Linked DNA regions of Mus musculus: regions 1, 2, 3, 4, 5 and 6 are each linked to region 7. A link is a contact called in public ChIA-PET, HiCAR-type and HiChIP or PLAC-seq data. All regions are on one chromosome and are shown on one strand. The core of a region is the stretch at or near the end of the contact, and the rest is flanking DNA. Distances in the headings are between cores, read along the strand shown.

What was found. ChIA-PET counts read pairs in DNA pulled down with a chosen protein or histone mark. HiCAR-type assays count read pairs that join an accessible place to other places. HiChIP or PLAC-seq counts read pairs in DNA pulled down with a chosen protein or histone mark.
Region 1: an RNA polymerase II ChIA-PET map of effector CD8 T cells shows a contact between it and region 7, with 37 read pairs. The contact joins the promoter of Glod4 here to the promoter of Ywhae in region 7. A contact is called at or near these places in 12 of 39 promoter capture datasets (the 3T3-L1 cell line, 3T3-L1-derived adipocytes, the C10 cell line and 8 more), 16 of 115 datasets of contacts at active chromatin or transcription factors (the NIH/3T3 cell line, the SCID.adh cell line, T-cell acute lymphoblastic leukemia and 10 more) and 2 of 9 other capture datasets (adipose tissue and embryonic stem cells).
Region 2: a contact with region 7 is called in an RNA polymerase II ChIA-PET map of memory CD8 T cells, with 49 read pairs. The contact joins the enhancer-like site here to the promoter of Ywhae in region 7. A contact is called at or near these places in 6 of 39 promoter capture datasets (3T3-L1-derived adipocytes, the C10 cell line, cranial neural crest and 2 more), 1 of 15 datasets of contacts at CTCF or cohesin (the NIH/3T3 cell line), 5 of 115 datasets of contacts at active chromatin or transcription factors (acute myeloid leukemia, bone marrow-derived macrophages, large pre-B cells and 2 more) and 2 of 9 other capture datasets (adipose tissue and pancreatic islet).
Region 3: a contact with region 7 is called in an RNA polymerase II ChIA-PET map of memory CD8 T cells, with 38 read pairs. The contact joins the promoter of Rpa1 here to the promoter of Ywhae in region 7. A contact is called at or near these places in 3 of 39 promoter capture datasets (liver and pre-B cells), 1 of 484 Hi-C or Micro-C datasets (erythroblasts), 3 of 115 datasets of contacts at active chromatin or transcription factors (bone marrow-derived macrophages, effector CD8 T cells and memory CD8 T cells) and 1 of 9 other capture datasets (adipose tissue).
Region 4: a HiCAR-type map of kidney shows a contact between it and region 7, with 2.3 times the contacts expected there. The contact joins the enhancer-like site here to the promoter of Ywhae in region 7. A contact is called at or near these places in 1 of 39 promoter capture datasets (3T3-L1-derived adipocytes), 1 of 15 datasets of contacts at CTCF or cohesin (the NIH/3T3 cell line), 3 of 115 datasets of contacts at active chromatin or transcription factors (craniofacial prominence, embryonic forebrain and kidney) and 2 of 9 other capture datasets (adipose tissue and pancreatic islet).
Region 5: a contact with region 7 is called in an RNA polymerase II ChIA-PET map of memory CD8 T cells, with 75 read pairs. The contact joins the promoter of Gemin4 here to the promoter of Ywhae in region 7. A contact is called at or near these places in 17 of 39 promoter capture datasets (the 3T3-L1 cell line, 3T3-L1-derived adipocytes, the C10 cell line and 11 more), 5 of 484 Hi-C or Micro-C datasets (B cells, embryonic stem cells and uterus), 20 of 115 datasets of contacts at active chromatin or transcription factors (the NIH/3T3 cell line, T-cell acute lymphoblastic leukemia, Th17 cells and 15 more) and 1 of 9 other capture datasets (adipose tissue).
Region 6: a contact with region 7 is called in an H3K4me3 HiChIP or PLAC-seq map of bone marrow-derived macrophages, with 2.7 times the contacts expected there. The contact joins the enhancer-like site here to the promoter of Ywhae in region 7. A contact is called at or near these places in 2 of 39 promoter capture datasets (liver and pre-B cells), 1 of 15 datasets of contacts at CTCF or cohesin (the NIH/3T3 cell line), 7 of 115 datasets of contacts at active chromatin or transcription factors (bone marrow-derived macrophages, embryonic stem cells, large pre-B cells and 4 more) and 2 of 9 other capture datasets (adipose tissue and liver).

What each region holds. Positions count from the first base shown.
Region 1 is chr11:76,242,137-76,245,613 of GRCm38.p6, forward strand. Glod4 (glyoxalase domain containing 4) reads right to left here and starts at 1,563. Exons shown (of 9, transcript NM_026029.3): 1 at 1,419-1,563. The coding sequence starts at 1,508. It overlaps Mrm3 (mitochondrial rRNA methyltransferase 3), which reads left to right and starts at 1,600. Exons shown (of 4, transcript NM_183263.5): 1 at 1,600-1,950; 2 at 2,143-2,387. The coding sequence starts at 1,637.
Region 2 is chr11:76,129,014-76,132,327 of GRCm38.p6, forward strand. All of the region lies in intron 7 of Vps53 (VPS53 GARP complex subunit), which reads right to left. Among named protein-coding and RNA genes, the nearest start is that of Gm46252, 20 kb to the right of the region's middle. Within about 2 kb of position 1,933, at least 50 of the 459 cell types and tissues checked have an H3K27ac peak or open chromatin away from gene starts, as enhancers often do. A contact at or near this core is called in adipose tissue, bone marrow-derived macrophages and memory CD8 T cells, where this site is marked.
Region 3 is chr11:75,346,825-75,350,237 of GRCm38.p6, forward strand. Rpa1 (replication protein A1) reads right to left here and starts at 1,559. Exons shown (of 17, transcript NM_026653.2): 1 at 1,402-1,559. The coding sequence starts at 1,434. Smyd4 (SET and MYND domain containing 4) reads left to right here and starts at 1,609. Exons shown (of 11, transcript NM_001102611.1): 1 at 1,609-1,927; 2 at 2,845-2,990. The coding sequence starts at 2,857.
Region 4 is chr11:76,058,437-76,061,904 of GRCm38.p6, forward strand. The region is part of intron 19 of Vps53 (VPS53 GARP complex subunit); the gene reads right to left. Among named protein-coding and RNA genes, the nearest start is that of Rflnb, 32 kb to the left of the region's middle. Within about 2 kb of position 1,590, at least 71 of the 459 cell types and tissues checked have an H3K27ac peak or open chromatin away from gene starts, as enhancers often do. A contact at or near this core is called in the NIH/3T3 cell line, kidney and pancreatic islet, where this site is marked.
Region 5 is chr11:76,216,090-76,219,706 of GRCm38.p6, forward strand. Gemin4 (gem nuclear organelle associated protein 4) reads right to left here and starts at 1,483. Exons shown (of 2, transcript NM_177367.3): 1 at 1,389-1,483. The coding sequence starts at 1,398. Dbil5 (diazepam binding inhibitor-like 5) reads left to right here and starts at 1,524. Exons shown (of 2, transcript NM_021294.2): 1 at 1,524-1,659; 2 at 2,138-2,576. The coding sequence starts at 2,183. The coding sequence ends at 2,446.
Region 6 is chr11:76,087,331-76,090,797 of GRCm38.p6, forward strand. The region is part of intron 13 of Vps53 (VPS53 GARP complex subunit); the gene reads right to left. Among named protein-coding and RNA genes, the nearest start is that of Rflnb, 61 kb to the left of the region's middle. Within about 2 kb of position 1,586, at least 14 of the 459 cell types and tissues checked have an H3K27ac peak or open chromatin away from gene starts, as enhancers often do. A contact at or near this core is called in bone marrow-derived macrophages, where this site is marked.
Region 7 is chr11:75,731,625-75,735,047 of GRCm38.p6, forward strand. Ywhae (tyrosine 3-monooxygenase/tryptophan 5-monooxygenase activation protein, epsilon polypeptide) reads left to right here and starts at 1,263. Exons shown (of 6, transcript NM_009536.4): 1 at 1,263-1,467. The coding sequence starts at 1,404.

The DNA.
Region 1 (3,477 bases), core at 313-2,812, 510 kb after region 7:
CCACATCACCTATCCAGGCCTTCTTGAATAACTTTCCCCTCTAACCCTGGTACGTGGAAATGTTCCTTTTCAGGGTCAATTTATGCAAGGTTCTCATGAATTATTTCCTGAGAGCCTAGGTTGGTAAATCTCTCCTTTTGCATTTTTAACATAAAAGTAGCTATTACTTTACAGAACACAAACTACCTGTGAGTCAGTTACCACCTAAAAGGTAACATGTTTAATCTTAACAACAATCTTTTGATCAATGAAGAAATAGAATAATGACATGTAGTATCACTAAACTCTGACTGGTAGGTATAAATCTAATATTTCCTACATCATGTGCTCTAATTGGGAACAAATGCCAGAGTCATTTAGTCTATACCTAACCTTACCATGGTACCTTCAAACACCAGGAGTGTGTGTGTGTGTGTGTGTGTGTGTCTATCTGCCTGCCTGCCACAGGTCAGATTCCCTGGGAGTTGTAGTTACAGATGGTTGTGAGCCATCCAACACCTGGAACCCATCTTACACCCTCTGGAAGAAGAGCAATCATTCTTAAAAGTTGAGCCATGTCTCCAGCCCCTACACAGCAGATATTTTTATGACTAACCTGTGTTGACTGATTTGTGCAACTTCCTTTACAGTCCTTACCTCCTGTACCATCTCTACACCCAGCTAGACTTGGACTGCTACAAGTCTGTTAAAAATAAATAAATAAATTCTGCACTGGTGTGCTCCTACCTCCCTGGCTTACCAAAGAGCTCAATAAACCTTTCCGCTACACTTTCAGCTAAGTGACCCCCTTAGAATCACAGCTTCTCAGACTGTTTCCAGGTACTAGGAAGGCGACTTGATTCTGACCTCATACTTACATCTGGGCTGTTTAGAACAGAGCCACAGATCATGAGCACCTACGAAAGAGACCGTTCAAACTTGCTCGGACAGGGCTTGTTCGCGGAATCCGATGGCGGAGTGCTTGTTTAGCATGCGCAAAGCCATGGGTCCCCCTCCCAGAGCCTAAATTTCAAATCCGCAGCTCTGATGGAAGCCGAAATTTGCTGATCACACCCAAACCTTTCAAACCAGGAGACCGCTCTGTCGTGAACTGGAAGGGGCTTTTTAAAATAACGTTTTGCCTATCAACGCTCCTTCACTATAGACAGCAGGCTCCCCAAGCCAGGAGTGTAAAAAATATTTGAGAAGGGCTGTAGGTGAACGTGCGTAGACAACACAGCTGGTAGGTGAGTCCCCTTTCAAAGGCTTCCCAACCCGAAAGAGGGGGGCTCGCAAAAGCTGAAAACACCGGCGTGGCAACGCGGAGTCTAGGGCCTGGCGGCTGGGGTGGCCGCGCGCCCACGGCGTCTTCCCTCCCCTGGTGCGGCCCGGCCGCCCATCGGGGTCTCGCGCTAGCCCCGCTCGGTCCCGGTCTGCACCTGCATCCCCAGGACATCTCGAAAGAAATGCACTGTCTGGAAGCGGTTCTTCACTTTGAAAACGAAGTGCAGAGCTCGACGAGTGGCCATGGCTCCCAACACGAAAACCGAGTTCCAGGCAGAGGGACACCCCGCCCACCAAACCGGGAAGGATCGTCGGGTGACGTCACTAACACTCGACCGCGCGCTCGGGTGAGGTAGCGCGCGCCAGGGGAAAGATGGCAGCGCCGGCGAAGGGCATGTGGTGCTCCCTGGGATCATTGCTGCGGGTGGTCCAGACTCGGGACCTCAACGCTCGGCGCTGGGTCCGGGCGCTGCGGCGTAGCCCGGTGAGAGTGTTGTCTCCCTCGGGACAGGTGGAGGAACGGAAGCGCGCTCCTGACCAGCAGCCTCGCAAGGCGGTCCCTAAGGCCAGTTCCCAGGGACAGCGACAGAAACAGCCTCTTGAGACATCCCCATCCCAGACCCCTCACACCTGGGAAGAGGCAGGGCTTCGCTACGATAAGGCCTTTCCCGGGGACAGGAGGCTAAGGTGATATGTTTTTGAGACTTGTCATCTGCTCCCGTTTCTTTTCTTGCTTCACTGTGAAGCTTCTGGCTCTTACTGTTTCGACGGTGCAAAATAAATGTCGTCTTTTGAGGCTTGTGCGTGTCTGTTAGAACTTCATGTATCCCTCCATGCCAAGAGCGTTGATAATCATCCCCTCTCTGTTTGCACCCACAGCAGTGTGATGACAATAGTTAAGTCCAGGCCTTTTCGGGAAAAGCAAGGGAAGATCCTACTGGAAGGTCGCAGGCTGATTGCAGATGCTCTCAAGGCTGGAGCTGTGCCCAAAGCGTTCTTTTTTAGCCGTCTGGAGTACGTCAAGGAGTTGCCGGTAGACAAGCTGAAAGACGTCAGCCTCATTAAGGTGAAATTTGAGGACATCAAGGATTGGTCAGACCTAGTAACGCCACAAGGAATAATGGGTCAGTGATATACAGTGTGCCAATATCTGGGATTTCTATTTCATACAAGTGTAGTATCCTAGACTTTCTTGTTCATACTTGTCTTAAGGTAACGAATTTTATTTAAATCAAGTTTAAATTTTTATTGACTAACGTCTAAAAAGAAATAGGACTTCTCAGGCCTCTATGTTTTGATGGTATTTTACTGGCAACTGAACCAATTTCTCATTCATACTTAATTGTGGGGCTTTTGCTTGTTTTTGACAATTGTAGTTCAGGCAGGCTTCACATTCTGTATGTAGCTATGGATAGCTTCGACCCCTGACATTCCTGTTTGCACCTCCTTCCTGCTGAGGAGGCATGAAAAAAAAAAAAAAAGCCCAGTTGTTGTTTGTTTGTTTGTTTTATGGAATGTTAAAAACATTTTATGAGCCAGGAGTAATGCAAGCCTTTAAAATTCCAGAATTTGGAAGGCAGAGGCAGGCAGATTTCTGAGTTTGAGGTCAGCCTGGTCTACAAAGTGAGTTCCATGACAGCCAGAGCAAACATTGAAGCCCTATCTCAAAACAAAACTTTATTTTGTGTGTATACGTGCATGGGTTAGAAGACAATGTGAGGATCGGTTTTCCCTCTCCACTCTGAGGCCTGGATGTCCATCTCAGGGGTCAGGCGTGGCAGTAGAGTGGAGGCTTACAAGTTCATCTTCAGTGCCTCTCTAGTGTCTTTCTTCCCCTCCAGATACTGCCCTGAAAGCTGCGCTTTAGGATACGTTGCAGAGATTATTAAATGGGAGAATTTTTCATTAAGGAAGCCACTTACCATTTTCATTTTTTTCTGAGCACCCTGGCCAATTTGCGTGTGTTGTATTAGATTGAGGACAGAAGGGTCACAGAGTAAGGGTTACTGTGCTCAACTTGCTAAGGTGCTGACCCTCAGCAAGAGACCTTACAAATGGCTCCGTCCTCACTCCCCCACAACTCCTTCAGTATGAGCCCTTGCACATAGTATCTTCCGTATAGTACTTCTGGACAAGATTGTTAAGAATTTTATGAATTTGTTTCCTGGGGATATTTTTTAAATTTTAAGACAAGCAATGAAGATGAGCTATGTG
Region 2 (3,314 bases), core at 683-3,182, 400 kb after region 7:
TGGGAGAGGGCAGAGTGGGGGGGGGGGGAGAAAGGGGAAACAGGATCAGATATGGGGGGAGGAGACAGGAGAGAAGCCCAGAGGGCCAAGAATATGAATGGAAATAAGCAGCTTCAGGAAGCAGGAGGTGGGAGGACCCTGTAAAAAGTACCAGAGACACAGGAGGTGAAGTGAGACACTCTCAGGACTCATTGGGGGTGACAGTAGCCAAAATGCCCAACACTGGGGAAAGGGAACTCTAAGAGTCACCTCCAGTAGATAGGCAGGGCCTCAAGTAGAGGGACAGGGTTACTAATCCACAGTCAAAATTCCTGACCCAGAACTGTTTCTGTTTAAAAGAACTGCGAGGACAAAAATGGAGAAGAGACTGAAGGAAAGGAGGTCCAATGACTAGCCCAACTTGGGATTCATCTCATAGGGGGTCGGGTGGGGGACCAAGGCTGATACTAACAATGCTATGATGTACTTATAGACGGGATCCTGGCGTGGCTGTCCTCAGAGAGGCCCTACCTGCAGCTGACTGAGACAGAAGCACATACTTACACCCAACCATTGGACTGAAGTTGGAGACCCCTATGGTCGAATTAGAGAAAGGATTGAAGAAGCTGGAAGGGAGACCTACCCCAGAGGAAGACCAGCAGTCTCAACTAACCCAGACCCCAGGGAGCTCTCAGAGACGGAGCCATCAACCAGGAGCACACACGGGCTAGTCGGAGGCCACTGGCACATAAATAGCAGAGGTCTGCCTGGTCTGGCCTCAGTCGGAGAAGTTGTGCTTAATCCTAGAGAGACTTGAGGCTCCAGGGAAGGGGGGTCAATTGGGTGGGGGAAGCAGCCTCTCGGAGGTAGGTGGGAGGAGGAATGGGATGAGGAACTGTGGGAGGGGGAAATGAAAGGGGGCAACAACTGGAATGTAAATAAGTAAAATAATTTTTAAAAATTCAGAAATAACTCTTGTTCTCTTGCTCTCTCTTGCTCTCTTGCTCTTCCTCTCTCCTTCCCATCCCCTTCCCCCACCCCTCTTTTCATGTGCTTATGGCCATGGTCAGCCTCTACTTCTCTCCGCCTTTCTCTGCCTCTACTACCCTCTTAACTTCCCTCCTCATGCCCTAAATAAACTCTATTCTATACAAACAAAAAAAAAATCAGAAATAAAACAAAAAACAAAAAACAAAAAAAAACAACCTTCAATGAGATATTACTTCACTTCTTTTTGAGACAGTCTCACATGGCAAATTCCTGATCCTCCCATCTCTGCCTCCAACCCTGAGATAACAGGTCATCAGGATGACTAATATCAAAAGTAAGGAGAAAGGTAAGCTCTGCTGAGGATGTAAAGATGAGAACACTTGGACACCAGGGCAGAGGTGATGAGTGATGCAGCTATTATGGAAAATAGCATGAAGGCTCTCGGAAACCCCAAAATGAATCTACATAGGGTATATACCCAAAGGAAATGATATCCACTCTATACAGATAGCTGCCCTGCCCTGCTCACAGAAGTTTACAACAGCCAAGATATGGAAACAAACATTGTTTTTGATGGACAGATATGGTTTAAAGATCCAAGGTGCATATATCCAGTGAGATTTTATTTAGCTTTTAAAAAGAAGATGCTGACAACTGAAACAATATGGATAAACTCAGAGGACTTAGAGTAAATAAGCCAGACACAGAAAGATAAATATGGCGTGATCTCTCTTAGGTGTAGACTCTTTAAAAACTAAAGTCAAATACAGCTGTTCTAGTTATCTGTGGGCCTACACTGACAGATTAAACTATGAATCAGAAAGCTGGGTGTGGGGTGTCAGGTAGGGCTGGGGTTGTGGAAGAGCATGTGCTTAGAATTCATAGGGCCCAGGAAACAGGGGCCACACAGCACATTAATGCAGGCAGATGACAGAAAGGATAAAAGAATGGGAACACCAGATCACTGAGTCACCGAGACTAGGGCAGGCTGTGCCACCTTCCTGCTCCTCCCTAACCACTGAGAGCACAGCTTCCTCCACCCATGGGTCCTACTCTCCTAAACTCATGACATCCTGCTCATGGACATTCTTGGCTGTTTCAGATTCCCAGTCTGATATGGCAACCAGCCACCTCTAAGTGTAAAAAGGTTAGGAAGGACGAGGGGAAGGGTGGCGACTTCCCTAACACTTTGCCAAGCCTATTCCGACATTCCTTAAGAGTCCCTGAACATCTCCACTGTAAGACGGTACACCTAGCACATACAGAAACCTCCCTTCCTGTCTCAGATTCTTAGAAATGATGAAAAGACTTAAATAAGAACCAAAAACCAGGCAAAAGGGGAACTGGTAGATTAGACTGTCTGTGGGTTTCCTGGTAGAACAAAATCATAGCTTAAGAGTGTTTCTCACAAATGAGAAGACATGGAAGCTGGAGAAACGCTTCCATGTTAAGAGCAACTTTTGCTCTTGCAGAAGATCTGGGTTCAGTTCCCAGAACCCACATGGTGGCTAACAACTTCCTCTCAGTAGCTCTAGGGGATTCAAAGCCCACTTCTGACAAACATAGGCACTAAACGCACACACGGGCATACCTACAGATGCAGGTCACACATGGTGCACACAATCTAAAAGCCAGATAAAATATAAGGAAAGACAGGAAATGATAGACACCAGGAGCGGGGGAGTTCTAAAGGGAACCTCTAGATGTGTCTGGCTCCAGTCACAGTAATGTGGATGCCAGAAGCTGTGCTGCTTTCTTACCCTAAATGCTCAGCCTTACACTGATTTGGCCCCTTGGGTCTGTGAGTCTCAGCAGAGGTCTGAGAGTTATCAGCATTTAAGAAGATCAGGTGCCTGGCAAGTCATCTGCCAGCTCCTGCAGGTCTGGCCCCAGGAACCTTAGAAAAGCTATGTGGTACCCTAAACACAATATCCTTCCACTCCTCAATAGCAGGTGGTAATGATTTCTGATCAGAGTAATAGAGAACATATAATAATAATAATAATAATAATAATAATAAACAATTTTAAAATCCCACCAAAAAATATGAACTTTCAGCTGAGACTCACCAAACATCTGAGTGCTACTACCAAGAGTCAACAAGCTGAAGACCTTACACCACAGGACAGACAAACACACAGGCAACCCAGAGCCTTCAGAGATACTAACAGTTTTGAATCTCTGAGAGATTTCAGAGGATATTATGCCCCTGAGGAAAAAATCATCTAGATATTTTAGAAATTAAAACCTGCTGTTTCAGTAAAAATTCTTAATAGCTGGGCCAAAGAACAGAGTGGGCATCAGTGAAGAACAAGGTAGAACTGGAAGACTGAGCCCACAACTCA
Region 3 (3,413 bases), core at 309-2,808, 380 kb before region 7:
TTTGCCAACCAACTCAGTAACAACTGAGCTGAACAGGAACACTGTGGTAGCAAAAGAAACTGGAACTATCAATGGCCTCTAGAGCAAAAATATATTTAAAAAGAAAAAAACAAACAAGGCCTGGCAAGGAGACTGTGAGAAGAGTGTGCTGACTGAAATTGACTAGTTCAGCCAACAAAAGACTATTCCAGGGCTGGTGAGATGGCTCAGTGGGTAAGAGCACCCGACTGCTCTTCCGAAGGTCAGGAGTTCAAATCCCAGCAACCACATGGTGGCTCACAACCATCCGTAACAAGATCTGACTCCCTCTTCTGGAGTGTATGAAGACAGCTACAGTGTACTTACATATAATCAATAAATAAATCTTTAAAAAAAAAAAAGACTATTCCAGTGGGGATGGAAAAGTTAAGTGTGGAGTTAAAATATACTTCAACTGGTGATGGACTAGGTGTCCAGAGTCGGGCAAAAGGATGCTCTGTGGTAGAGGTGCCTGCTGTGTAAGCCCAGCTACCTGAGCTCAATCCACAGAATCCACAGCGGAGTGGGAAGAGAAACAACGTCCCAGAGTTGTCCTCTGGCATCCGACGCACATTCGCCATCCCCAAGATGTCATACATATGTGTACATACTACACACTGGCGCACGCGCACACACACTCTTTTTTAAAATTCAGACTTAGAGGGACATAAAGGATTTGCTCTGATATATGTTCAATTGAAAATGACTTTGAAGATAGAGGGCAGATCGAAGGAAGCTCAGCAGGAAAGAATTAATAACATGCAGGTGAAGGGCTATAAACTAGTCTGCAGAGGGCCTTGGCTCGACAAAAAAATCTATGGGGTTTGCCGGTAAAATAAGGAAAAAGTTGTCAACATGAAACACAGAACACTAGCAAGAGAGGAGTGTTAGCAGAAAGAAGCCAACAAGCTCAAACAATTAGGTCGGCTGAAAAATTTTAAAATGTCTTCTGATTTGGCTACTGGGAAGCCACTGGTGACTTCGGTCAGCGTTTTCTCTCTCGTGACCAGAGAGATGTCTAGTAGCAATAATGAGTTAGGAGGATGTAAAAGAAGTAAAACAGCCGAAAACAAGTCCAAAAAGTTTGGGGTGATGGAGAAAGGGAGGAAACAGAGGCCGCCGAAGATAGACAGCGGCATGTTTATTTGTCTTGTTTTCTTAGATGTAAACAAACTAAAAAAACTCGTGAGTTCTTCTGCCAGTACCGGGTTGCCTCCAGCATCCTCTGATGGTCTTAGAGACCCCGGGATGCTCCCCCGCGGCCGTATAATTTCCTCCCTGACGCTCTCCCGATCGACAGCGGCTCCCTCCCCGGGTCCTCTTTGCACCGCTCCAAGGCCGCGCTGCTAGGGCCATCGAGCCCGCTCAGGGTCGTCTCCTTACCTCGATGGCCCCCTCGCTCAGGTGTCCCACCATGGCTGCACCGCTAACTCCCGCGCTCGCGCTCTTGCACCGCCTGAGCTTCTCTGCCGGGGTCCCGCGGGCTGCTCAACGATTGGCTAGAGCAACTGTGCGTGCCGATCCGCCCCCAGCGTGAGCGCGGTGCGAGGGGCGGGCCTAGACGCCGATAGCCACCGCATTGGCTACCGCGCGGCAGGCAGAGCACGTGACTCTTCCGAGGCCGGGTTCGAGGCCTAGTGGCGGGATGGCGGGACGTGAGGGCGGGGCGCTGGGTCGCAGTGCGCCTGTGTCAGCGCGGTGCTACTGAGTTGTTCCCCCGCCAGCTGTCGGAACTTTGCCCGCCCAGTCCTTTGGCGGACAGACAGAATGGCAACCCAGGGAACAGTCGGAGCTCTCCCCTGGTAACTGCTGCTAAATATAGTCAAAGCAGTGACCTGGGTACTTCTTCACGCAGTGCGTGCCCGGCGCCGGTGCCAGGCCCAGAGCTTGGCACTGTGGGATAAACAAGGTAAATCAGACTCAGTCTCCGCCCTCTTGAGTTCCACCTGAGAGTTGTGGCCGCAAGGAACCCAGCCTCAAGGATGGTAGACGCGATATGGGCCACACATGTGGAGCTCCAGAGTGGGGGTCAAAAATCAATCAGGCTTTCGAGAGGCGATGCGGTTTGAACTGAGTTAAAGTGTGTGTAGAAATTTGTCAGGTGGATTCCAGTGAGGATAGTGATGTTCCTAAAAGCCCAAATGGCCTATGCAAAAGTATTGGAGAGCCTGGCGTGCTGGCTGGCTCTGATCTGTTTGTAATCCCAGCCTTTGGGATGTAGAAGCAGCAAAAGTTCAAGGTCACCCTTAACACCGTTGAGTTCGAGGTCAACCTGAACTAAATGAGACCCTGAAAAATCAAAATTTGGGACCCAGGCGTGGTGGCATTCGAGGTAAAAGCAGGCAGATCTCTGAGTTCGAAGCCAGCCAGGCTAACATAAGATCCGGTCTCAAAAAAAAAAAGTAATAAAAATAAAAAGGGAGAGAGGCTATATGAACTGAAAGAAAGACCTGGAGATCAAAACAGAAAACTGAGCCGTCTAAGAAATGAAAATATTTAACTTCATAGTTGCTGGAGTAAGAAGTCTGGAAAACTTTGGGCAACTAAGGTAAACAGGTCTAGAAAGACTGGAATAGTAGCCATCTACTGGTATTTTGATCTCTGTTTGTACAACCACAACCTACTATAGTTTCTCAAACAGTTCCAAAGAATATGTCTGGGTGAATTGGTACCACACCACAGATTAACTCTCCTTCAGCATATCAACAGCTATAGAAAACCCCAGAAGAAATGATTTTGGTTGCGTGTCACTTGGTAGGATGAAATCTCGATTTTCTAGAACTATGCATTAATAGAAAGCTGAATCTTCATGTTCTGACTTTACAGAGCTGCGGCAGCATGGATCTACCGGTGGATGAATGGAAGTCCTACCTACTTAAGAAGTGGGCTTCACTCCCGAAGTCTGTGCAGGACACAATTTCTACAGCAGAGACTTTGAGCGACATCTTCCTTCCTTCTTCTTCCCTTCTTCAGTAAGTGAATGGAAACTTCAGGGAAATTTTGGTCTGGAAAATGTTCTGCCTTGTCATTTGGTCTGAATATCTCTTTTTTATAGGAGAGAGTAGCTTTATATTTTTTATAGTATGGGGCATTTAGCAGTTACTGTTGGTTTTCACGTTTCTCCCTAGTCTGTGATTATAGAATGGGTAGGCATAACTGCTTTCCTCTTTTGGTATGTGTTATACTTAAGTAATTTAGTATCTTGCTGTCGTCCCAGTGCTGTCACTCAAAGGATATGGTGCAGGTTGTGTAGCTGCCCATAGAAGCTCATTCAGTACTAATAGTGAGAAAGAACCCTAGCAATTGTTTAGTTGAGACCCAGAAATTTTCAAATTCTATGGACTGCATTCACTGGTGAGATAGACATTTTATATCACAACCTAGTAAATGTATAC
Region 4 (3,468 bases), core at 340-2,839, 330 kb after region 7:
TGCATGCTTATCATTCTGTCCTTCAGCAGGCTGATGCAGGAGGTTTGTGGATTTATTTGAAGGCATTTATTTGGAACTATGGGTTACATAGTAGAGTACTGTTTGAAAACCAAAACCAAATAAATAACGATAACACATGAAAGAAAAAGTAACTTGACAAACATGAGGTTTTAGCAGTGGGGAAGGACTAGAAGGGCCTGTGGAGAGTGCCTGTTTCAGTGCTTTTATTGAAATAGGACAGTGAGCATGGCGCAGACAGGAGTGATGTGGGAACAAGGGGGCCATCAACAGCAGAGCGAGGACTGTGCATCTTTTCCAACACCACACTAGACTGTTTTCTCTAGGGTAAGTTTAGGCAAATGGATTTTATTTCTGCTGTGTTCAGTCACAGATGACCTCCGTTGTAAGACTAATTAATGACCCTGCAAATCCCACAAGATTCTCTGAAAATCACAAACCAGCAAGGAGTATTACAATACAGGAACGGTTCAATTCCACGTGCCCTTGTAACCGCTCAAGAGGACTCTGGGGCCTGAAGATAAATAACTCACTGTATGTACTAATCAAGTCAAGAATAAGGAGCAGCAAGGGCTCCTTTTTTATTTCTCACATCTATATTCAAGCCTAACCTCAACCTAGGAGATATCTAGCACCTATTGGAAGAAGAGGCTCAGCCGTAGCTTTGAATTCTACAGCTTTAGTTAAAGCTTGGGTCAGGGCCATGACGCAAGGCAGAGTGTGTCAAAATGTGTTTCTACCCACAAGCATCTCTCTATTAATTTTCTTTCAAAAATTGATTTTATTATACTCTGTGTGTGTATGTGTGTGTGTGTGTGTGTGTGTGTGTGTGTGAGAGAGAGAGAGAGAGAGAGAGAGAGAGAGAGTATGAGTGAGGCAGCCTATCCGTTCAAGTAGTCTATAAGAGCAACAACGACTGCTCTTACCCGCTGGGTCAACTCTCCGGCCCCTTTATTAATTTCTTGATTCCTTGGACCTACTGCCTAAGTGAACAGACCTCTAGCTACATCATGGCTTGGATTTCAGAGTTCAGATGCCAGGGCTAACCTTACACAGATAACCTGAACTACACATGGGAACCACTGAAGGGCCACATTGCCCTTGACTCTTCCTTAAAGCCTCTACAGGTAGTTGTGTGAATAGCCACCTATTACTGCTTATTGTCTTTGCTTGGGGTATGAGAAATGAGACTTAGCTATAGAAGATGGGCTTCTCACAGGCAACTAAAAGCAGATGTGAACACTGGCCAAACGTCCTGCTCCTGAGATAACATCCCAGAGTCTGATTCTGTTCTGTTATTCGAGACAGGGTCATATTACACAGCGCACACTGGCCTTGAATTTACAACTCTCCTGCTTTTGCTTCCTGAATGTGCTGTGTGGCAGATATGCCCCTACCTTTCTCCAGCTGAGATTGTTTTATACAAGAGAACATTTGAGGAAAACAGTCATGGTATAGGACTTATGTGACAACATCCAAACTTCCATGGCTGTTAGACACTACACCAGTCTCAAGAGGCCTGAGCAAGGCTACAAAACACAGAACTGTTCCCATGAGTCAGCTTTGGATTCCAGAGGCTTGGTCAAGTCTGTAGACAGAAATGTAACTGAGAACCCTACGGCTGCTCCCAGACACAGATCTTAATCACTCCATATCCTCTTAGATGGCACACTGTAATGAGGCCAAAGAGTGAGTGCCTGGTAAACATTCACTAATGAAACTGGAGCTGGCATGTGAGGGCCTCGCTCTGCCACTTCCGATGGAGAGAATGAGCATTGTGCTCCGGACATGCCAGGGTCAGGATTTCAGAACACCGACTGCTGCAGTCAAGCCCAGCTGGTGTCTGAGTCGTACAACCTCCCAGGGAGTTTTCCAAGACAACATTTTTGACTCGGGCTGGAGCTGGTCAGGCAGACAGCCGAGGGCAAGCTCTGACTAGAAGTCTTCATGCAGGTTGCATGTGGATAGGTATCAGAGCAGACGAACAATGAAACAGAAACAAGGTCATGTCCGGGTCTTCGGAAGTTTACAGTGAGCAGGGCTGGTGTTTAATAAGGGCTGGCTACATGACAGCCGTGCGTCTTGCTTATGGGCACTGGGTTTAATTTTTACTAATTTTGTTTTATTTTATTCTGAGACAATATCTAGCTCTATAGCCTAGGTTGTCCTCAAACTTACAATCCCTCAGCTTCCCCAAGGTCTGGGATTACTGGTGTATGCCACCACATACCGCTCTATTTTGTTTAACCCTCACAGCTACTTCATGGGGTAGTTCTAAGCACTATTTCAGAGACAGGAAATGGAGGTCCTGTAAAGTACCTATGCACAAACAGATGCACTGTTGTGGGCACAGGGTCCAGCCTCTGCTCATGCCACTCCAGAGCTCAGAGCCTGAGTACTCAAGTGTCCTGTACTTGCTGACAGAGGGGACAAAATCATATTGCACTTAGATTCAAGATGTTGCTACCTGCCTTTGACACTTCATGAGTATTCCAATACATGCTTAACTAGCAATCTTCCTGACCCAGAGACAAGGGCTGGGGCTGGGGGTGAGGGGTGGGGTTGGCTGTCAACACAGCCAAGGAACCACAAGGGCAGGGCACTGAGCTGGGAAAGAGTTGAGCCTCTACCTCATTGCTTTGTTTGGTACTGGGCAGGATCTATGGAAATGAATTACACAATCTTCTTACATGTAGCCTAAGTGTTCACAGATGGAGTTGACTATGAGTTGTTCTTGATTTGCCTGTGAACAGTTTACACTTTATATGGTATTTTCAGAGGTCGGAGTAGTAAATATTTGTGTGTGTGTGTGTAGGTCAAGGCAGACACCGAGTATCTTCCTCAATTGCTTTCCACCTTTGTTCTTCAGATAGGGTCTTGTTGATTAAGCTTGATTAGCCAGTAAACCCCAGGGACCCTCTTGTTTGCCCCTCCCCATTGCTGGAACACACGACCACTCTTGTTCCTATTTTAAGTGTGCTTTACTGATGTTTACGTTTGTGTGTCTGTTTGTCTATCTGCATGCCATGTGTGTGCAGTGCCTGTGAAGGACAGAAGAAGGCATCAGATGCCCCAGGACTGAAGGTACAGGTGCTATGACCTGCCCAGAGTAGGTTTTGGAACCAGAATCCAGGTTTTCTGCAAGAGTAGGAAGTGATCTTAAATGTTGAGCCATCTTTAGTCCTGTTATGTGGGTGCTTTTTATGGAGATCAAACTCAGACCCACACCCTTGCATGGCGTGCTAATTAGTTTTTGTCAACTTGTCACAAACTAGAGTTACCTGAGTTGAGGGAACCTCAACTGAGGAGTTGCCTCCATCAGACTGGCCTATGGGCATGTCTGTGGGGAACTTACTTGATTACTGATTGGTGCAAGAGGGCCCAGACCAAGACGATTGTGGGTGGTGCCACCCTTAGCCTGGTGGTCCCGGGTTCCATAAGAAAGAGATC
Region 5 (3,617 bases), core at 233-2,732, 480 kb after region 7:
ACTCCCACAAAACCCAGACCTGAAGGCAATCCAGGGTTCTTTCTGTCTCAGGTTGGTCTGCCGGCCCCCGAACACATTTCCTTATAACTGTAAATGACATTTTATTGCATTAGACATCGGCTTAGCAGAGCAAATGTCTGCGGCCAAACATGTGCCTTTCAGAGACTGTGTACATGTGGCTTGAGAAAAGTCCCAGACTCAGCTCATAGCCAGGGGAAACTCAAAGGCTTTTTTTTTTTTTTTTTTTTTTAAATCAGTAGCTGGTGCTAGGAAGTGACTGGTTACTTTGGTAGGCACTGTGCTGGGTGGCATACTTGTATTTTTTTCTGAGATAGGCTCTTGTTATATAGCTGGAACTGGCTTGAAACTATACAGACCAGGTCGGCCTAGAATTTTGAGATCCTCCTGCCTCTGCTTCCAGAGTGCTAGTTAGACATAAGCTACCACACCCAGCTTGACACCTATAAAAATCATGTAATCGTCAAACTAACTTCTTGAGGATTATAACTCCTGTTTTGGAGATGGGAAGCTAGAGGCCCAGGCACAACTTTGCAAGGTGTCTCAACTAGGGAGTCAAGCCTTGGCAGCACTCTTCACAGCTGCAGGGCACGAAACTACCATTCCACACTAAAGAGCTGGCTAGGGACAAAGACATTTCTCCACAGCGTATTATTTGCAAATCTTGGAGTACTTCCCAGGACGGCCTCCTAGTCTTACCCTCTAAAGAGCACACCTAGCAGGGTGGAGAGGGTTGGCAGATGGCCACAGATTTCTATCAACTCCGCCTTACTTCCAGACCTCGCCTAGGAGGATACTCCAAACCAAGCAGCACTCGAATTCGGATTCAAAAAGTGAAATCTCAGGCTGCGCAACTCCTGCTCACAAGAGAGGGGTGGGGGTGGGGTGGTCGCTTTGCGTGAGTCAACGAATGGGGTCCTGTTATGCACGTGGTCGCAAAGAAAACGCCAAGCCTCTGGGAGAAAGACAGTATCAGTATTTTTGCTTTATGCACTAGGCGACCTAATAAGAAACATGTTCACTAACTCGGCAGTCATTTAATAACGAAGAACTCTCCGGACGTCCGTCCCTCCCAGCCCGGCATTTCCGAAACACGTGCAGTAGCCCTGAGCATTTCCAGGAGAATCAAGGCTATATTCGCTCCCGGTTTCCCACTGGGAAGACACTACGAAGGACGGAGGAGGACTCTAGGAGACCGTCATGTGGTGGGGCTACAGGATGGAGGCCGGCCTCGCGACTGCGGGTCCCCCAAAACTCCTCAAGCCCCCAGCCTCCCGAGCACCGTAGGAGCAGTGCAGAGCCTCAGCCTGCCCAGGAGGTGCTTTGGGGGGGTGCGGCCCAGGGGCCGGAGTAGGGAAGTGGGAACCCACCTAGGTCCATGGCGGCGACGCTGGCGGCGGGCTAGACCGCCCCTCCTAGTCCAAGGCCGCGAACGCGTTGCCCGCGCCACGGCACAAAGGGCGGCGCTACAGGCGCGTCACAGGCTCCGCCCACAGCGCTTCTCCGCTTCCGTGCTGTAGTCTGCTAGCCGCTGCCGTTCAAGGCGCACGCGTACTCCTCTCCAACAAGCTCGCAGCGTCGAAGCCACCCTAGCCACAGCGCCCCCTCTCGGCCTAGGCTTCCCAGCCTTCTTAACCACAGGTACTGTTGGCTGTCTCCATGTGGAACCTGACCCCTTCAGGCAAGGAGGTCGAACCCCTTAGTCCAGACCCCTCATTCACCCTCACTCAGGAACCCCGGGCAGCTCTCGCCCCGGATTCACCCACATGGAATAACTTTCCTTCAGCTGTGTACTAACCAGCAGCGGATCCACGGGATTCATCCCCCCCCCCCCCAAGACACACAAAACTCCCTATATGCTTGCTTTTCATGCTGCACTATCTCCTATAGGCAACAGCAGAGTCAACTTTCAGAGCTCATAGGTGCTTTTATAACTTTGAAGGGCAGTCACACTGGAAAAAGCTCTGCGGGGCAGGAGCAATTGAATGGATTCCTGGTCCTCGATTTGTACGTTATTAAACACACAAACGCCCCGTGTTCATCCCACACATTATCTCTTTACCCCTTCTTTCCAAGGCCTAACAATAACATGGTTTGCTTATTTCCAACTTTCTTCTAGTACCCCGCATCACTTAAAAACAGAAGCATTGCCTCTGGTATACCAATGAGCCAAGTGGAGTTTGAAATGGCCTGTGCTTCACTCAAGCAGCTGAAGGGGCCTGTGAGTGATCAGGAGAAACTGCTGGTGTACAGCTTTTACAAACAGGCCACCCAGGGCGACTGTAACATCCCTGTCCCTCCTGCCACAGATGTGAGAGCAAAGGCCAAATATGAGGCCTGGATGGTAAACAAAGGGATGTCCAAGATGGATGCCATGAGGATCTACATTGCTAAAGTGGAAGAGCTGAAGAAAAAGGAGCCATGCTAAGAGCATTTTGGCAGACACAAGGAAGTAGCATGGCTCCACTGGTAGGGGACGGGTTTAAGATTCCTGATGGCTGAAACACACTGAAAGGGTAGCAGCGTTAGCAGAAACACCAATAAATCATTCAAACTGCATGAGAGTGGAGTCTGTGGCAAAAGAGAAACTTTGAGGGTCCTGGAGAAGTATTTAGATGTGTAGAAGCCTCTCTCTGCTGGGTGAAACTCCATTAATCTGCCTTTCTGTGGTCTGACTGGCATTAATAGTCTTCCCAGTTCCACAATGTGTGTGGATATTTGGCAGAAGAGCAAAGAGGTGGGGTGAATCATGCTATTAAAATAACCAGGGGTGGGGGCTTGGATCTGTATTATCAGGGGTTATCAACACACCAAGAACCCAACAGTACAGAGGAGAAAGGGGCTCTGCCTTCTAAAGAGCTAAAGACAAATAGAAAAGCCCTCACCTAGAACACAGGTCCAGAGAAGTTAGGATTTTGATGGAACTCAAACTTTGAGTGACATGGTGAAGTGGGTCATGCATCACGCACAGCAGCTGAGGGACAGGGAAGAAGGGTGGCCTCAGCATCTCAGTGCCTGAAAGAATCACCTAAGCCTTAGCAACCTAAATGTTCTTAACCTAGGTTTCTGCTTGGGGCCCAGTGATGGACGGACACACACATGCACACGCACATGAACGTACGCACGTGTGGCTCATGTAAGTGCCGGTGTCCATCACTACAGAGGCATCAGTGTGCTAAAATTGTGCCCAGAAGTTGGCAAATGAAGTGTTAAAGTAGAATTCTTAACTTCGTGGTAGCATGGTAGTATGTGTCTTGTCTGAAGCAAGCAGTACTTGCCTGGCACCAGGGTTTGCTCTCTAGCAAATCTGGTCATATAACAGCAAGTTTCTCTAGGCAGTTGGGTGGGGGGTGGGAGCTATACTTTGTTTTATGAGATAGGACTTGGCTGATCTGGATTCACTCTATAAACCAGGCTGGCCATCAGGGATCCATCTGATTCTTCCTCCTGAGTGCTGCATTTAAAGTATGAGCCACCATGATGGCTATAAAGTTTATTGTTTATCATTACATTTTTTTTATTGTGTGCACTGTGTGTGTGGGTGTGAGGGTGCCAAGTGTGCATGTGAAGGTCAGAACACAATTCAGAGTTGGTTCTCT
Region 6 (3,467 bases), core at 336-2,835, 360 kb after region 7:
AGAGCCAGCTCAAGAGGTCCTCCTGGACACATCACAGGTAGCCTGAACACTAAAATGATCAGTTCTAGAGAGAAAAGGGCAATAGTGGGACAACTGAGGCCGGTAGCAGCACCGTGCTGACTTTCATGTCCAGCTTTGTTGTTTGGGCTTCACAACAGGGTTTTGCTCTGTAGCCCAGACCGACCTGGAATTTAAGGCTCTCCTGCCTCAGCAACTGAGCATTAGATCACAAGCACCTCCCACTGCACACACATCATGTGCGAGTTTTGATAACTTTCCTAAAGGTATACATTGATTCTAATATAAAGTAAATTGAATACTTAAGGGTATTCTCTAGCCTCCACACACATGTGCACTCACACTCTTACCATGAACACACATACACACACACACACACACAAATTTCAAGCCATCTTCAGCTATGTAACAAGTTTTAGGACAGCCTGCCATACATGACATCTTGCCTCAAAATAAATAAATTAATGAATTAGATAAACACAACTGGTAAAATTCAACATGACCTCTGGATTTAACTGGTAATAAGAGATCAAAGTGATCTTGAAGATTACATTATAGTTATGTAGACTGGGTCTTTTTAAACTTTTATTTATTTTAAAAAGATCACTATTTTTGTGTGTTTGTGTGTGTGTGTGTGTGTGTGTGTGTGTGCGCGCGCGCGCGCGCACATGCTGGGTGCTGGGAGCCCAGCATCAGTTCTCTGGAAGTGTATAGTGCTCTTACCCACCGAACCCAACAGAAGTTTATTGTTAGGTTTGTTTGCTGGTTTGTTTGAAGTAGTGCCGAGACTGAAACCCAGGGCCCTGTAGATACTAGGTGGACACTGCCACTGATCTACCTTCCTAACCTCTGTTTTTCATTTATATGCACACACGTGGGTCTGTCCACATATATGAATGTATGTGTGCCCACAGGGCCAGAAGAGGTTGTCAGATCCCTGGAGCTGGGTTCAGGTGGTTGTGAGCATCTGATGAGGGTGCTGGGAGCTGAACTCGGGTCCTTGGCAAGAGCTGTTGTGTTGAGCCATCTTTCCAGCCCAGGTCCTTGATTTTAGGACATACACAGTCTTATTTCAGACTTGAGAGTTCAAATGGCTGAAACAGTGTATGTGCATAAACACATGGGTGTGTGTAGAAGAAAGGTGGGAAAGGCCAAAGTGACAGAGAAGCCGGGGAAGGGGTAAAGACTTCTGTAGGCTTTCTTATAACTGTTCTGAAAGTACAAATTTATTTTTTTAAACAAAACTAGGCTGTGGGTGTGACAAAGCTAAGAAGGGGGTAGGAATGGTAACAAGTTACTTTAGGGAACTCAGGAGAGTAAGCAGAAGTTGAGTCACAACAACTTCCTGACAAGGAAAACCACGGGATAGAATGAAGACAGTGCTGATGTAGAAATCCCCCCACAAGTTAGCCGGGGGAGTCACTACCAGCTCCAGAGCAGAAGGTGCAACACAAAAACGGGGAAAGCACTTATGCAGGTAAGGGCAGCTTAGCCCAGCTTGTCACACAGGTGGTTGGCAGGGATTTGCTTCTTTCCTATATACTGGCTTGTGGGCCTTCTGCTGTGTGACTATTTGCTGGGACAGGTTCTGCCAAAATGTCGCCTGGGCACAAAGAATGCTGAGAAGAGAGCACAGACTCCACGCCTGGCTCCATATGAAGTCTGCAGTCCCAATGAGGTGACCTTCCCACACAGGCATCCTGAGAGGGCAGAGCAGCCCCTGCACACCATCCACTGTGGACCAAGGAGCCACTTGTCGAGGTGTATCACTCAAATTACAAAGCCTATGAGATGGGCTGATGAACCTTGATACAGACAGGACATAACAGCCTAGAAGGGGTTAAGTGGCATGCTGAAGGCTTCAGGCTAGTGAGTGTAGAACTCTAACTGAAATTCAGGTCCTCCTGGATGCAGGCCCCTCCTCTGTCTCCTGTGCTGGTGAGAGGTCTGTTCACCTCCCTTGCAGATTCTGAGTGGAACTATGAGAGCAGTGACTGCACCCATAAGTCTGAGCTCTTTCTCAGCTCAGCGTTCTCTGACCAAAGGAAAAAGTGGCTTCCTAAAGTCCCCTGAAATCGTGCTCAAAATTACTATGTGTGTATAACTATTTTTTTTTTTTGCTAAAGGTCTATAGTTTACTATTTACTTTTTAGTTATTTATGTTACTGGGGATTGATCCTTATACACACTAGGCAAGTACTCCACTGAGCTATATCCACAACCCTCCTTTTACAGTGTATTTTTGAGGCAAGGTCTCACTAAGTTGCCCAGGCTGGATGTGATCTCACTCTGTAGCCCAGGCAGGCCTGGAACATGCAATCACTCCACTCCCCACTCCCCTAGGAGCTGGGATTATAGGCCCATACCTCTAGGAGTCTTGAAAGGATCTATGCCTTGTCGAAGGTTAATAACCATTATAGGAATCAAGACCGACTCTGCTCTACCAGGAGAGGAGTTGGAGTTCTTCAACTCTCTTCTGCTTCTGCCCCTGCTCTGTGCTCCCATGTGAGTCCTGGGGGCCTGCTGCTCCCCCAGAGCTCCCTCAGAGCTTGGAAACATCCTACGAGGGAAATGCCAGCCAAGCAGCCAGTGCAGCATCTTTCATAGGCCGAGAGGGCCCGGGGAAGGAGGCCTGGCTCTTTGCCCAAAGCATCGTGAGAGCAACCTTCAGACTTTGATGAGTCAAGTCCATGAAAAAAGTGGACAACAACATTGTGAAAGAGAAAAATAACTCTTTAGGTCAGGAAGGTCTAGGCCAAGTAGCTTTCAGGTCTTTCTGAAATAAGGATTCTAAGGATCTGGGTTGACGGCTGGGGAGATGGTTCTGTTGATAAAGTACTTGCCGCATAAGTGTGAGGACCTGAGTTTGGTCCCTATACTCTACATTAAGAAAATCCAGGTGTGGTGATGTACACTTACAATCCCAGCCCAAGAGAGAGAAGAGGACCCCCGGGGCTCACTGCCAAGCCAGTGTAGTCTACTCATTAAGTCCCAGGTCAGTATGACAGACCTTTCCTCAAAAAACTGAGGTGACAGGCTGGAGAGGTGGCTCAATGGTTAAGAGCACTGACTGCTCTTCCAGAGGTTCTGAGTTCAATTTCCAGCAACTACATGGTGGCTCACAACCATTTGTAATGGGATCCAATGCCCTCTTCTAGTGTGTATCTGAAGATAGCTGCAGTGTAATCATATAAATAAAAAATAAATAAATCTTAAAAAAAATCCTGAGGTGACATCTACTGAGAAATAACACCAAGAGACAGGTGTATGTGCTCACACACACATGCACACACACGAGGGTGGGCAGGTGTCAGGGTGCTTTCAAAGAACAAAGCAGCATTGGTTACTAGTGTCTTCTGTGAGCCTGCTGGACACTGGGAGCAGTCTTCTCAAAGCAACTTTGCTTTTCTTGGTGTGTGCTGACTTGTGTTAACTGGAAGGTGTTTCAC
Region 7 (3,423 bases), core at 13-2,512:
TTTAGTCCAGGATGGCCTGGAACTTGTGGCAATCCTTGTCTCTGCTTCCACAGTGCTGGAATTACAGGCGTGAACCACCGCTTCAGTAAGTACGGAATACTTTTCTTAAGTACAATTATGACGATGTCACCTTCCACTCAGAATCATCAAAACAGCTTGCCCAGATAGGACTATAACTCAGTGGCAAAACACACGGTGGAAGCTGTGGGGGTCAGTCTCCAGCGTTTGGACAAAACAATTCCTGTCCGTTCACAGACTAAGATGCAAACCTCTGGGCGTGTGACCTCAGGCCTTGATCCCAACCTTTTGATTTCACACTCATTTTGAGGCCCTTTTTCTGCATGGCTCAGCAGCAAGCTGATATTGAGTATAAGATGTTGAAAATCCATAAGGAAGCAGACTAGGCGTGGCCATTGCAAGTGAAGCAATCCCCATGGAGGATTATTTATTTCTAACTCATCAATGTCAATTTGCCCTTACACACCTCAGGTGCACCTTGCACTCCAAGTGAGGCAAGCCACTATGTCTCCTTTTTCCCTCGAGTGAGGGTTTCCCTTAACTAGCTGAGATTGACCACTTTTTCTTTTTTCTTTCTTTCCTTTTTTTTTTTTTTGAGATGGGGGTTTCACAATGTAGCCCTGGCTGACCTGGAATTTGCTTTGTAGATGGGACTTGATCCAAACTCGATCCTTGCGCCTCTACCTCACTAGTGTTGGAATTAAACACACTCACCTATGCTTGAAGCAAAACCAGAGATTTTAAACAAAAGTCCTATCTACGATAGGCCAAAGAGATAAAATATGGCTGGAGGGGAGAAGAAAATGCTTAAAGTATGGAAGCAAGGGAGATGATGATGCGTGAAAACTCGAGCTTTCCCTTCTTGTCCTTGTCAATTCTTTAAATTGGATGAGAAAAATGTGCTAGAATGCACAGGGCCGGTTGATCTTCAACGAGGAAGGCCTGCCGTAGCAAGAACCCATCAAGCCTGTCGCTCTGTCCCCCACAGGCCAGCCCGCGGTCGCCCCGCACGGGCTTCTGGCTAACTCCCCTCCCGCAGTCTAGGCCGACCTCGCCTCCAGCCGCTCCAGGGGCCGTTCTCCGTCGCAGTCGCAGTTCCCGCCTCGCCACAGGGCCGCCCGCTGTGCCGACGGAGGAGGGGCGTCTGTCGCGCTGGTTCCAGCCTTTTCTGGCGCCGAACTCCGGGATCCGCCCCCCCCCCCCCCCGCGCCAGTTGCCAGGGAGCGGTTGCCATAGAGCTGAGCAGTTGTCCGCGTGCGCAGGCGGAAGTCCCGGATTGAGGCGCCGCCATTTTTCCTGCTCGGACGCGGAGCGAGAAGCTGAGAGAGTCGGAGACGCTATCCGCTTCCATCCGTCGCGCAGACCCTGCCGGAGCCGCTGCCGCAATGGATGATCGGGAGGATCTGGTGTACCAGGCGAAGCTGGCAGAGCAGGCCGAGCGATACGACGGTGAGTCGGGGGGGTGTCGGGGGGCTGGAAGTCTCGGACCCTCCGCCGCCGCCCACAGAGGCCGGGAACCGGAGACAAAATGGCGGAGCCGTCTCGGAGCCCGGCTTGGGACGTGGGTCGGGAAGCAGGCCGAGGCCTGCGGGCTCCCGGCGCGGTGGGAGTCCCCGGGCCTAGGGATTTGACCCCTCCGGTGTCCTTAGCTTGCAGGCGCTCGCCCGCCAGCAGGCCGGGGCGGAGGGTGGAGGAGTTGGTTGTAAAATGGCGGCTGGAGGGGGAGGGCGAGTCCCCGGGCGGGGGAGGGGGGAGGAGATGGCGGGTGCCGGCTCCCGGCGTGCGATCCCCACGGGAGCCCTCGGGAACCGCGGCGGGGTGTGGAGGAGGACACTTGGGTGGGGCGATGTGAGGAACGGTACCGGTCGCTCGGGAGAGGGCGGCATCGAGGAGCTGTAGCGCTAGGCGCCTTTCGGGGAAATATGGCGGGTGGGGGCGGTGGCTTTTCCCCTGAGGCCCAGTGTGGGGCGGCGGCCGTGGAGCCTCACAAAGGAGAAGCCTCTGGAACGGACGGCTTCTCGGGGCCGGCGGTGGAGAGGAGTCTTCTGGTGAGGGTGGAGTGTTTGGAAATCACTGCAGAGCCTCCCTCCTTGGGTGGAGGCGAGCTGAGATGCTGCGATTGGATTTCTTCCTTTGGGCCGACACACCTTGGAGTTGAGAGTTTGGGGGGCTTTTTAGCCTCGCCTTCTTCCGGGGAGGTGCAGAACCTCACTCCTACCCCGTTTGTTCTTACCCAGGATATCCTAAAGTTGCTGCGGGTTTTTTTTTTCCCCCTTCTGTCCCCATCCTTCATAGGCACGGAGTTCTGATGGCTAGAATACAGGAGACCAGGCTTGCCAGGATTCCTTAGTACGAATTTCCCTTTGCAGAGTCAGTGCCTCAGTTTACCCGTTTGTAAAATTGACGACTGTACTATTCACACTCGTCATTATGAAGTATGGAAAGACCTGCTGAGAAATGGTTAATTCAAATAATGTTTAGTAGCACTTTGGGTTGACAACCCAAGTTCGGGTGGAATGCATGCTCTTCCTTGGCTTGGGGAGCTTTACCTATTTTGAGCACTCAGTTGAGGCTTGGGGAGTTTGAATTAGGAATGTAGAAGATTGTAGTTTTTCTGTTTTATGATTTCATTGTTACATGATTGGGGCTCAAACCCAGGATTGCATGCAAGCAAGACAAGTGCTCAAATACTGTGCTACACCACAGCTCTGTTTTATCCATTTTAAGAGAATGGTTTTATATATATGTATATGTGTGTGTGTGTGTGTACACACACACACACAAATTTCAATAGTTACTCTTCTGTTAATTTGACACACACACACCCCACCTGCAGGTGATGGAGACTAGACCCTAGTACATGCTAGATTCTCAACTTAGCTCCTGCTAATTGCAGTCTAGTTTTTTTTTTTTTTTTTTTTTTTTTTTCTGAGAATTTCATTGACATATCTACTGTGTTTGTGAAGTGTAACTAGATATTTGAGTTAGGCAATAGGCCATTAAACTAGTATTTAAAAATGAAAAGTCACACACATGGTTCCTGTGATTTAATTAATTGCAGGTGTAGTTCTGGCTGTTCTGAAACACTATGTAGACCATACTGGTCCTGAACTCAGAGATCCGTCTCCGCCTCCCTGTGTGCTGAGATTAAAGGCATGAATACTAAGGCTAGGTCCTGTGAGTTCAATGTTTGGGAAGTGGTAGGGTCCAATGAGACAAGATTGGAATTAAGTGTTCCTCATGTTTTTTCCATGTTAGTTAAAACATTTGCTTTTTCAAATGTTAGGTCAGACCCTTTTCCTTGAATGGCAGTTTCTCCTGTGGAAGCTTTTGAACCACCAGTCCTTAGTCTTTGCCAAAGTCACAGGCCCAGCATTTGGAAAGTAGAACAGCAGACCTCAAAAC